Linked DNA regions of Zea mays: all the other regions are linked to region 2. A link is a contact called in public Hi-C data. All regions are on one chromosome and are shown on one strand. Each heading gives the region's core, a stretch centred on a gene start, on an enhancer-like site or on the middle of the called end of the contact. The rest is flanking DNA. Distances are from core to core; before and after follow the strand shown.

Region 1 (2,700 bases), core at 40-2,539, 270 kb before region 2:
TTTGCAATTGACAATAGTTGCATGACGGAGTTTTCCACGTCTGGTGCTGGCGTGCTGCAAGAGTATGGAAACAGTGAATCACTGTAGTTAGACAATTATATGCTAGAATCGGCAAAGTCAATAAGGAAATCACAATCACTAAAGCGAAACACCTGGATAACAAGTGGGCGGGCGTCGGGGAGGTGGGAGAACGGGGAGAACGAGGATGGAGAAGGATGAAACTGTAGGCAAAGTTTCGGTAAGATGGGGACATATTCCATAAGTAGATGGTTAAAATCTTGGTTACGAGGCCACTAAAAGTATGAAAACATTTACCCACTTTCAGCTATCGTTGTTGTGACCACAACTATAAACATTAATTGAGATGTTGTCCGTGACATTGGGGATTTTTGTAGAGTTCAAGGGCCAAAATAGCCCCGGCCTTTTGCTGATAGTAATAGACCAGATATCCATTACAGCTCAAGTTTAAATGCCAGAACACCTAGCACCAACCGGAGCCAGGGCAAAGTTTTAACAACAATAGCTAATGAAAAAGCAGAAAAACACACCAGCCAACCGTGGCAGCTTACAGAAGACAGACACAGGGTTCAAAAACAGAAAAGACATTGCACCTGTTACAAAGAAGCATTAACCGACCACCACCAAGGAACTGAAGACATTGCTTCAACGTCCAGATGAGAAGATGTGTCCACCCCCATATTCAGGTCTTCTGCTGCCACTTCACTAAGGCCCCCTGTATCCATCTGCAACTACCAATCTCACGGTACCAGAAATCCAAGTGTATCGCTAGACATGCATAGCAATCCAGATTTAACAAAAGCCATCGAGATTCCCCATGTGCGGCTACCAATCTCACTGTACCAAAAATCCAAGTGCATCGCTAGACATGCATAGCAATCCAGATTTAACAAAAGCCATCGAGATTCCATTTTCCATCGACCGATTTGGGACGCGACGAAATGAAGTAATCGAAGGAGGGCACAAGAATGAACGAGCCGAGAAATGCGCACCGCCGCGGCCGTCGACGCCGAGGCCTTTGCCGCCACCTCCAGGCCCACCGCCGTCGAGTCCCTGGCCTCCATCCCAGTCCCCGACCTCCATCAAGGAGGGGATAGAGGTCCTGGTCACCTGCCGCGATAGGAAGAACCGCGTCATGTACCCTCGAGCTCACCAAGATCCGGTCCTTTCGTGATGTTGTGGCAGCTAGGGTTAAGGAGGGGTGACGCTCGGGAGTGGGTGGTGGCGTTCGCGGCGGGCGCGGAGGGGGGCGGGCGCGGCGCCCGCGGGGCCGAATTTTTTTTGTATTTTGGCCCTTTTTCCGAAAAAAATTCACGTTTAGATCCCTGGAGGACTTAATTCTATTTTTGGACCCTTTGCTCGGCGCCATAGGCCGTGGCGCCGAGGTAACACTGCTCGGCGCCATAGGCTATGGCGTCGAGGTATCTACCCCGCTGGCGAGGTACCTGCCGCGCTGGCGAGCGGGGGCCGACGTGGCACCTAGTTCGGCGCCATAGATCTTGGCGCCGAGATAGGAAGTCATATAAATCGGCTCTTTTCTGGCCGAGAGCTGCGCCCGGCCATTTGCCTCCCTCGTTGCCATCTTCATCCATACCGCCGAGAGGTGCTCCAATCTGCGTGTTCGAGTTGGAAAACTTTGATTTGATCCGTATATCTTGAAGACCAAGGTATGGTGTCTCACTGATTCGTTTGTTACATATATTGTGTTGTATGGTTTCGATTAATTAGTTTTGATTGGTGCGCGTATTGTTATTAGTCATGATTCCTAGGATATATGGTTGATACGAAGACTACAGTTTGTTAGATAGTTTGCGAATCACGTGTTTATAAAATCTTTAGGGTTTTGAAACTATGAGTACCATGGTATTTATAAGTTTAAATCATTTCTGGTATTTCTATAGTTGTGTTAATATAAAATCGTTTCGTAGATGGAAGACATGTATCGGGAGTCGTTGTGGCAGAAGAGAGGTCGTCCTCGGGAGTTATATCCGGATGCATCTAGTAAGGATGCTCCGGTTCCTCCTGATCTTCCTGTGTCTAATTGTGACTGTGGCAGACTGGCTTGGGTATTTCAATCCAAACATCCAGACATGACTGCTCGCTGCTTCTACACATGTGGCGGTATTAACGTACGTAGTTTTTCACTTGTGAGTTTTTGCTGTCTACCTGATGTGTACTAATGCTTCGTTTCATTCTTGTAGGCTCACTTGAGGTGCTTTTTTTCCAGTGGATCGACGGTCCTGATAAGTTTGACCCTCGGTATCTACTTTTCGATAATTGGTTGAGCGGGAAGAACACACGTGAGCGTTTTAAGCATTGGGTGCCTCCTCCCCCGAACCCGCCACCAATGACGGATGAGGAGAAGAACATAGCCACAGAAAGACGACTGGAGTCTCCGCCTCGGTGCGATTGTGGAGATCGTGCTATGATATGTGAGGACACTGCGAAGTACTTCGTGTGTCCCAACAGTAATTATGTAAGTGCATAACATATTTCCAAAATTTTGATAGGTTTTGCATAAATTTACTAATTTATTCTCCTGCAGCCATACGATGGGCGTAAGTGTATTTTCAGAGAGTGGTTGTATAGGCCTAGGTCCCATTGGCCTGAGCCAGAGGCAAAGGACAAGAAAAAAATGAGTGGGCGGAAGAGTGCAAGTCTGATCCTGAACTCTGCAAATGT
Region 2 (2,700 bases), core at 58-2,557:
GTTATCTTTTGACCTTCACTCTCAGTAACAGTAGCAGTTTTTCTAGAGTGACCTTTGCCAGCCGAAGAAGCAACCTCATTCTTCTCCTTGCCGTCCACAGACTCCTTTCTAGCTTTTTTCCCTGTCGATTTAGACATAGATCCTTCAGAAACACATGTATTGGATTTCACTCTCTTACCAAGATTCGAATTCTCCTCATTCCACCCTTCTTCCACAATTGAATCCACTTTAAAATACACATCAAACAGAAAAGGCTTGACACCAACTTCCACTATTTTTGGAATCATGTTAATGCTCTTAACATGAACCTTAAACTTGACCGACTCTGACATCTCCAGAGATTTTAAATCCACTTCCTCAACAGCCCCCAAGATCGATCCCAGCTCGCAGATAGCCTGGTAGTGTCTTAACTCATCTAGCACATTCTCCGCACTCATCCAAACAGTATGCAGCCTTGCTTTCGCATTAGCCTGACAGTTCCAGGGCAGCACCATGATTTTAGCTCCGGACATCTTCATTTTGACCTCTATAAACTGACTCAGCTCATCTAGCTTATCTTGAGACGGAAAATGCATCACATAACCAGCTGGACATTTCTCTGCCTTCCAAGTTCTTCCCCAAGGAAAGTGAAAGCTAAAATCCTTTTCAAGCTCAGAGGCAGACACAAACCCTTCCAGAATCTTAACCAACCCCAAGCAAGATAGATTAGGTTTCCTGAGACTGGGTTTAGCATACTGGGATGAGAAGAACCCTAGCCCATCTGCAGCCATGCCCACAATCGGCATCATGGGCTTAATCTGTCGCGGCCAAACACATTTAGCCATCACATGGGTGTCCTTGCGACAGATCTCACACCAAAGAGACTTGCAGCAATCCCTTGCGTGATGACCTTCTTCCCCACACTTCTGGCAGAAAAATCTCCTCCCCATTTCATTCTCAGACCCAGAAGAATGAAGGGAGAAATTAGGGTTACCTTGCACGATCATTTCGCCAGTGGAAGAAGAGTCGGCTACATCCTTTTTGGGGATCGTCTTTCCAGGGGGGAGGCCTCAATCTCCAGCTCAGATTCCTGTTTCTACTCCACTGCGGCGGATCGCGAGCCTCCTCCCTGTTGTTCCCAGTGCCCCATTTTTGGCTCCAACCTTTGGCACCCATCGCCTCACGCCTTGCAACCGGCAGAGATCTCCCCGATCCAATCCTCGACCACTCCTCCTCCGAGGACGGGGGCTGGATCGGCACCCACCTCCACCCACCACTGAAACTAGATCTCACCGAGGAAGGGGATGACCAGATCGAGGCAAGTAAAGCGGCCAAGTGAGGGAGCGAAGGAGAGCCGATTAGGTCAAGTTGCGGCACAGCGGTTTCCACCCTTGATTTGGCTAGAGGCGATGTGTCTTCATCCTATGCCCCATCCCACATCGAATGGGCCTCCAAACCACCATGGGACCGATCTCCATTAAACGGCTCAAAGGAAACATCAACCCCAGGAACCCACCCCCGCCACAGCCTCATTGCAACAAAATCACATGGCTATCGGCAGCAACGGAGAAGCCCAAGGAGGAAGGCGGCCTAGGAGAGGGGGGGGGAGAATAAGAACACCTCACCAGAGAGGACCAGAGGACGGAGGACGAGAGCCGACGAGTTCAATCTGAATGTCTGGCCTGCCACGGGAGGACTACTAATGGGTGTTTGTCGCCGGCGAAGGGCCCGACGAAGACCAGGCGAAGGGGTCGACGAGGCTACCAAGACCGGGGCACCTGGCGTAGGATGGCGGACCCTTTTTCAGCTCCTCCTAGAGCTGGCGACCTGCCTTCTGATCCTGTCATTCAACAAATACTACGCCTTCGCCATCCTCACCGCCGTCGTCGCCCTCCTCCAACCGAAGCTGCGGCATGCGGCAGACAGACACGTGTTGCCATCCTTCACACAGGACATGATCGGAGACGATGAGGACAGTCCATACCTGGGCCATTTGCTGGACCTTTCACAAGGCATCGCCAGTTCTGGCGGCCTCTTCACGGCGATCGCCGGACGCTTCATGGTAGGGCCATTCAACACGGTTGGTTTCTTCTTCTTCTGTGCGATAGCTCTCGGGCTGTATCTGTCCATGGTGGTGACGGTGGGAGCTGTGTCTCGTCCCCACGCCAAGTGTCTCGCCATCGTCGTCGTGGTCCTCGTCGTGCTCACGCTTATCGCCGCCTGCATCCTATTTGTTGGGCACTCGGGAAGCAAGCCGCAGGTTGTCACCTAGTAGATCCATAGATCTTTATCTACTTAATTATCCTTGGCATTCTGTTTTTCTTTTAGTTTACTTGTATGTATCTGTCTATCTGAGAATGATGTCCGATGCATGCTCCCGTTTGTTGCATTTTTTTCACAATGTGATTTTATTGGTTCAAATAAACACAGCAGTGTATCGTTTAGAATACAAATAACATGGAAGTTTTCTGAACTCTCCTTTCATTTCTGCCAGCTGAAATGTGAGCGAGTGTTGGCTTTTACACTGGATGAGGCAGGTTACAGCACAGTTTTAGACCTGATTTACAAATGGCTGGTCTAATTGATTTCAATGCCATTACGCCCTTCCCCAATAATACACCAGCTCCGTGCAGCAGCTGTACCTTCACCTAGCTCTAGCAACAGCGCTGCGCTAGTTTACTGCTGCAACCACAACTGAAATAGTCAGAAGCGAACAGGCCC
Region 3 (2,700 bases), core at 191-2,690, 490 kb after region 2:
AGAATGTCACGACCCAGATAGGAGGCTAGAAGATCTTGTGAAACGTGCACAGGCCAACTAATGCACTTGATAACATGAAACCTATGCAGTTCGGCTATTGGATAATTGTAGTGGTAATGTTGCATTGTCATTGTGTTGTGTACTGAAAAACTTATGTTGTTAGCTTGTTCGGTTCTTTTCCTTTTTAGTGTGGCGAAGTCCACCAAATATGACAACTTATCAATTTAGGACCCAATTGGAATGCAGGGTTTCTTCATAATCCTGTACTTTTCTTGTGAAAATTGAACTGATTTCTATGAAATTCTTGTATGATTTCATAAAATTTATTGCATTCCAAATATGTTGTCAAGTTGTAGCAAAAATAGTTTTAGTGCAGAACTCACTTGATAGTGTGCTTGATACTACAGTCAGACAAGATCACCATAAGTATATGCTAAAGATATGACTAATTTTAGGGAGAACAAAAGTGTTGACAGCAAAGCTTGTTCTACAGCAAAGCTTGATACTATATCCTTTTGTAATTGGAAAAGTTGTCAGGTCTCATAATTGAGCAGTCTTACTATTAATCTATTATAATCAGGGACACGTGAGCCTTGATGTTATTTCTCATGAACTAATTATACATTTTCTTTGAGACAACTCCTTAACATTCTCGCTAAAACTGAAACATCCGTCCATCATTTTGGTGGACTCAGGATTCATGTCTAAACTATCCACTTTTCTTTACTGAAATAACTTAAACTAACCACATAGGCCTAAACTTTGCGTTGTGAATAATAAAGTAACCATAAATTTACCTTGCCATTATTAAAAAAGATAACTTAGAACCTCAACTTTCACGCCAATTATCTCTTCATGACCCCATTTATGAATAAATTAGCCTCGAAGTTGTCCAGAGTAAAATTGTGTAGTTTGATCATGTGCGGGCGGAGATAGCGCTGGGGGTTTTCTCGGGCTAGTTTGGTAACTCCATTTTCCCAAGGGATTTCTATTTTCCCAAGGGAAAATAGAACTAATTTCCCTTGGAAAATTGAAAATCCCTTGGAAAAATGGTGTTCCCAAACTAGTCCTAAATTAAAATAGCTCGGGGGCGTCTATCCCGCAACCCGAGTTTTTTTTTTATCGAATTTTCTAGGGAAAAACTAATATTTATGTCACAAAATTAATATAGTGAGATAGAAAACTAATCATGCCTGCATCATTATGTTTCTTAGGTATCGTATCTTTTTTTTTTTTTTTGAGAAACTCTTAGGTATCATATACGGGGTATATCTGATCCTTACCATTCGACACGAGAAACCAAACATTGCGATCGGGAGGCGAAAATTAATGGGTTGGGCCGGGCTCAGCAATGGCGTTTCAGGCTGAGACCAGCCCAACAAGGATGAGGCCTACTAGTACGTTGCTGGGCTTGCTCTTTGGGGGGGTCACGTTAAGGCGGCAACTGAATTCTGGTTACCCTACAGGCTACAGGCTACAGGGAAAGGAAGATGCAATCACGGTGTAGTATATGGCTTTGGATCTGCGTCTGCGTCTGCGTCTTTCGTCCCTGCGTCAACGGTAGAACACCGACTCGCATGCATTTTATGTCACGTCACGTAGCACGATCATTGTAACTGCAGTTCCCGAGCCCTTTATGCAGCACTTTACTCCTTTATACCCAGCTGGTATGTGGTCTTTTGCAGTATGCAGCAGCCAGCATCTTTAGTTACAGTACTTCTTTACATCTTTGGTGAATCCATGCTCCTCATCTTTTTCCTTTTACGTAGTAGAGAGCCTGAGCAGACCAGGTAAGGCTATCTCCAGCAGATTCCTTATCACATTCCCCATCTCATCTCCTATTTCAAACTTCACTCTGCAAACAGTGTTAAACAGTCTCGCGTCCCCTATTTTACCCAGTCTACCGGAGACCATCTAAAGGTGTCTCAGCGATCGGTCGGTCGACGACGCGCCACAGCCCACGCCTCCGGCCAGACGGACTCATTGCTGCCCCGGCAGCCCAGCACCTCGTATCATTAGTGTCACACCCGGATTTAGGGGCAAACCCGGGCGCGAATCAAATGCGTGACGGGATCAAGTCTCACACATATGATGACTCATGGTACAGAAATCAATGTCATATCTTTATTACTTAATAGAAATTCTGTACAAAATAACTAAAAGATATTACACCATATGGCGACGACGATCCTCCACAATCCCTAGTTGACTGGGAGACGATGGCCTAGATCTCTCCAAACTCATCTTCATCAGAGTCTTCCTCCACTTCTGGATGCACCTGTTCTTAACCTGGGGAGTTTAGCAAGGGTGAGCTCCCATACGGTCATCGCTCAACAAGTTGTGGGAAATAGTGTAGTGTAAGGCTTACCAAAGAGAATGATTAAGGCTGAGCATTGCTTTTAATAAGTTGGTCAAAATTTTATTAGCAGTTACTAAGTATAAGTATATACCATCCCAGTTAAATAATTGATCACAATTAGTAATAAATCCCACAATGCAATGCAATGCATGTCAAATTGAGTTTAGTTCCATAATTTACTCATGTGAGGGTCCGAGCCGCTCTTGACCGTGAGCATGGCTGATATACCAGTTTTATACTCTGCAGAGGTTGCACATCTTAACCCACAAGTCGTGTTACCCATTTGCCACGGGGTCATGAATCCCATACATCTCTACCGAGGAGACGAGGCAGGGTATCAC
Region 4 (2,700 bases), core at 151-2,650, 290 kb after region 2:
ACGGCGTGCACGCTCAAGCTTCTTCTGCTTCTCCTCCTTGTAAGCAGCAACACGCCTCTTTTCCACCTCTTCTGTTCGCTATTTCTCCGCCGCAAGCTCCTTCTGTTTCTTCTCCATCATCTCCTTGTCCTCTTCCTCCCACTTATTTAGCTTCTTCATTCACTCCTTGTCTTTCTGCGAGATCTTAGAGTCAATCCACTGCTCAAAATCACAGAGCGGTGGAGGAGTCTACAAAGCATGCAACTGGTAGGCGCCAAATAAATCATGCATCAATTCGTACGAAACTAGAGAAATGTTAGACTATAAAATTCTCACCATCAAGATAATGCGGCGTTGAGTAATCGTTGGCTGATAAATATAGTTAGCACACATCCAATACCTCTGCATGTACGTGTCCTCTTCATCGGACTTGACTACCTTGCACGGATCACCACAAAAACACATAGGCACTGGAACACCACTAGGCAGAGGCAGCGGGTCGAAGGCATTTTCGATCAACGGACCCTTCCTAAAATTCAAGTTGTTTCGTTCTAAGAACCGCATAAACATTAAACGCTACAATTCGATAATACAATATATACAATGGTTATCTTGGTTTAGAAGATTTACCACGCATAGGCATCCTAAGATTCGATAATAAGAAAATTAGAAATCCTTGACATATATTTCATACAAACCAAATCGATGACAAAAAAAGGAGTCAGAGGATACCTTGCCACAGAAGACCACTGGATCAAATACAAGTTTCAAAGGTCCAATTTGGTGATATTTGAGGATGGTAGTCGTAGAGAGAAAGAAGAAAACCGTGAAGAATGAGATAAAAAAGCAGCGTCTGCAAGGAAAGAATGGCCGCCGTTTATATTGCGAACCTCGACGCCAAGATCGACGGCGCCGAGGTCGGCGCCACTGGTCTCGACGCCGAGGTTGGCGTCCAGATCCATGGCGCCGACCTCGCTGTCACGTGTGCGCCACCTCATCGCACAGATCTGAGACCTCAGCGCCAAATTGACGCCGAGGCGTGTAACCTCGGCACCAATGATAACGGCGTCGAGGTGAGAATCTATTTTCTGAAATCAAACAAAAAAGGTGTATTTATAAAAAACTTTTGGAAAAAGGACCAAATCAAAAAAAAAAGACGGTAGGTGACATCGTTGTTACGTCTGTGCCACTGACACCGGGTCCAGCATAGCACTCACGGCCCGGAAACAAGAGTATTTTATTGGTAACTAGGAATGGAGGAGGAGATAAGGTGGACCCACCCGTGCCTGAACTGACTGAGAAAAACCTTGGGCACGATTAAAACTGTTCGCTGCGGCTGAACTGTAATCCATATGGACAAAATACTTTATAAAAAGCAGGAGCCGGTGGATTAAAAAACAGGCTGGATAACCGACCGAACCCACATCCTGCTTACTGCCCACAAGAAAGAAGCTAGGGAAACCCGGGGGATCGGAGGACTGAGGAGAGGCAGAAAACAGAAGGCCCGGCTGCGGCTGCGGCTGCGGCTGCCTTTGGTTTCGTCGTCGTCTCCGCCTGTTTTCCCCTCTTTCCATGGCAGGCTGATGCTCTTCAACACACACAGTCCACTGTCGCTCCTCAGTTATAAGTAGCTAGGGCATCTGGCTGCTGGAAAATCAAGCACGCATCCACCACACACACAGCTAGCTAGCAGATCGTTTCGAGTGAAGATCCAAAGAGGTAGAGAGATGGAAAGGATGAGTTCGTCGCTGCAGTACTGGGTGGAGGAGCACAAGCTCTCAACCATCGGTGAGTGACTCTAAATCGTCCAGTTAATTAACTACTGACACTGAACCCCATCGATTGCATCTCCACCATGTCCTCCCCTTTGGATCTTTTTTTTTTTTTTGCCTTTTGCGATCCCCGTTCCCCATCATCGTCTCGTCCTCAATATATGGTATAACCAGAGCACGTTCAGATCAGGTCGTGCAGCAGCTGTCAAATCTAGCTTAGATTCACAAATTAAACATGCTGTTGCTGTTGTGCTTGTGCAGGAGCCGTGTGGGCGACGGCGGTGGGCGCGTCGGTGGCGTACAGCCGGCGGCGGGCGCCGGCGCGGGCGACGGGCATGCGCCTCATCCACGCCAGGATGCACGCGCAGGCGCTCACGCTCGCCGTCCTCGGGGGAGCCGCGCTCGCGCACCACTACCACGGCAAGAGCACCAACGCCGGGAAGAGGCAGCAGCAGGAGGACCTGGACTACGGCTTCTACTCGCAGCTGCCGCCGGCCACCGACGCCGACGGCAACGAGAACGAGCGCTGGAGCTGGTAGAGCATGCTGCATCGGGACAAGAACAAGACAGCAGCGAGAAGAAAGAAAAAACAATAAATTAGTAGCAATAATTGGTGGGTGGTTTGGCATTTGGCAATGATGCGTGACGTGGCGCCTGCAGGCTTTCTTGGTCCTAATCCTAATCCTAATCCTAATCCCAATCCATCCAGCTAAGACGTCCACGCCCGTGGTTTTGTCCTGTTGATTTGCCACCGGAGACGACGATGCAGCGCTTGCTCTTTGATTTCCATGGCTTATTATCGATCAGCCTCCGATTCTTCTCCTGCACTACTACTACTTGTACCATTTCATCTATTGATTGAATGAATGGTCACGATGATGACGATAATTATGTTTTGTTTGTTTGCAAAAAAAAAACAGTGGATGTCATGTGGCGGTTCTGTGCTGTG

What was found. Hi-C and Micro-C count contacts between places; a contact is called where the count stands out from the background.
Region 1: a Hi-C map of leaf shows a contact between it and region 2, with 7 times the contacts expected there. The contact joins the promoter of LOC100273817 here to the promoter of LOC103629048 in region 2. A contact is called at or near these places in 8 of 25 Hi-C or Micro-C datasets (bundle sheath, ear, endosperm and 2 more).
Region 3: a contact with region 2 is called in a Hi-C map of ear, with 2.7 times the contacts expected there. The contact joins the enhancer-like site here to the promoter of LOC103629048 in region 2. A contact is called at or near these places in 4 of 25 Hi-C or Micro-C datasets (bundle sheath, ear, leaf and 1 more).
Region 4: a Hi-C map of leaf shows a contact between it and region 2, with 4 times the contacts expected there. The contact joins the promoter of LOC100277233 here to the promoter of LOC103629048 in region 2. A contact is called at or near these places in 2 of 25 Hi-C or Micro-C datasets (leaf and tassel).

Annotation. Positions count from the first base shown.
Region 1 is chr6:18,523,282-18,525,981 of Zm-B73-REFERENCE-NAM-5.0, forward strand. LOC100273817 reads right to left here and starts at 1,290. Exons shown (of 9, transcript XM_035959880.1): 1 at 1,011-1,290. The coding sequence starts at 1,155.
Region 2 is chr6:18,795,875-18,798,574 of Zm-B73-REFERENCE-NAM-5.0, forward strand. It overlaps LOC103629048, which reads right to left and starts at 1,308. Exons shown (of 2, transcript NM_001357028.1): 1 at 1-1,308. The coding sequence starts at 986. It overlaps LOC118472159, which reads left to right and starts at 893. Exons shown (of 1, transcript XM_035959882.1): 1 at 893-2,463. The coding sequence starts at 1,682. The coding sequence ends at 2,251.
Region 3 is chr6:19,283,966-19,286,665 of Zm-B73-REFERENCE-NAM-5.0, forward strand. LOC100273114 (putative calmodulin-binding family protein) reads left to right here. Exons shown (of 9, transcript NM_001147563.1): 9 at 1-277. The coding sequence ends at 61. Among protein-coding and RNA genes, the nearest start is that of LOC100273114, 11 kb to the left of the region's middle. Within about 2 kb of position 1,441, at least 15 of the 20 cell types and tissues checked have an H3K27ac peak or open chromatin away from gene starts, as enhancers often do. A contact at or near this core is called in bundle sheath, ear, leaf and 1 more, where this site is marked.
Region 4 is chr6:19,081,866-19,084,565 of Zm-B73-REFERENCE-NAM-5.0, forward strand. It overlaps LOC100277233, which reads left to right and starts at 1,401. Exons shown (of 2, transcript NM_001150863.2): 1 at 1,401-1,767; 2 at 2,013-2,700. The coding sequence starts at 1,707. The coding sequence ends at 2,290. LOC103629056 (a long non-coding RNA gene) reads right to left here and starts at 886. Exons shown (of 3, transcript XR_002263081.3): 1 at 712-886; 2 at 316-508; 3 at 1-174.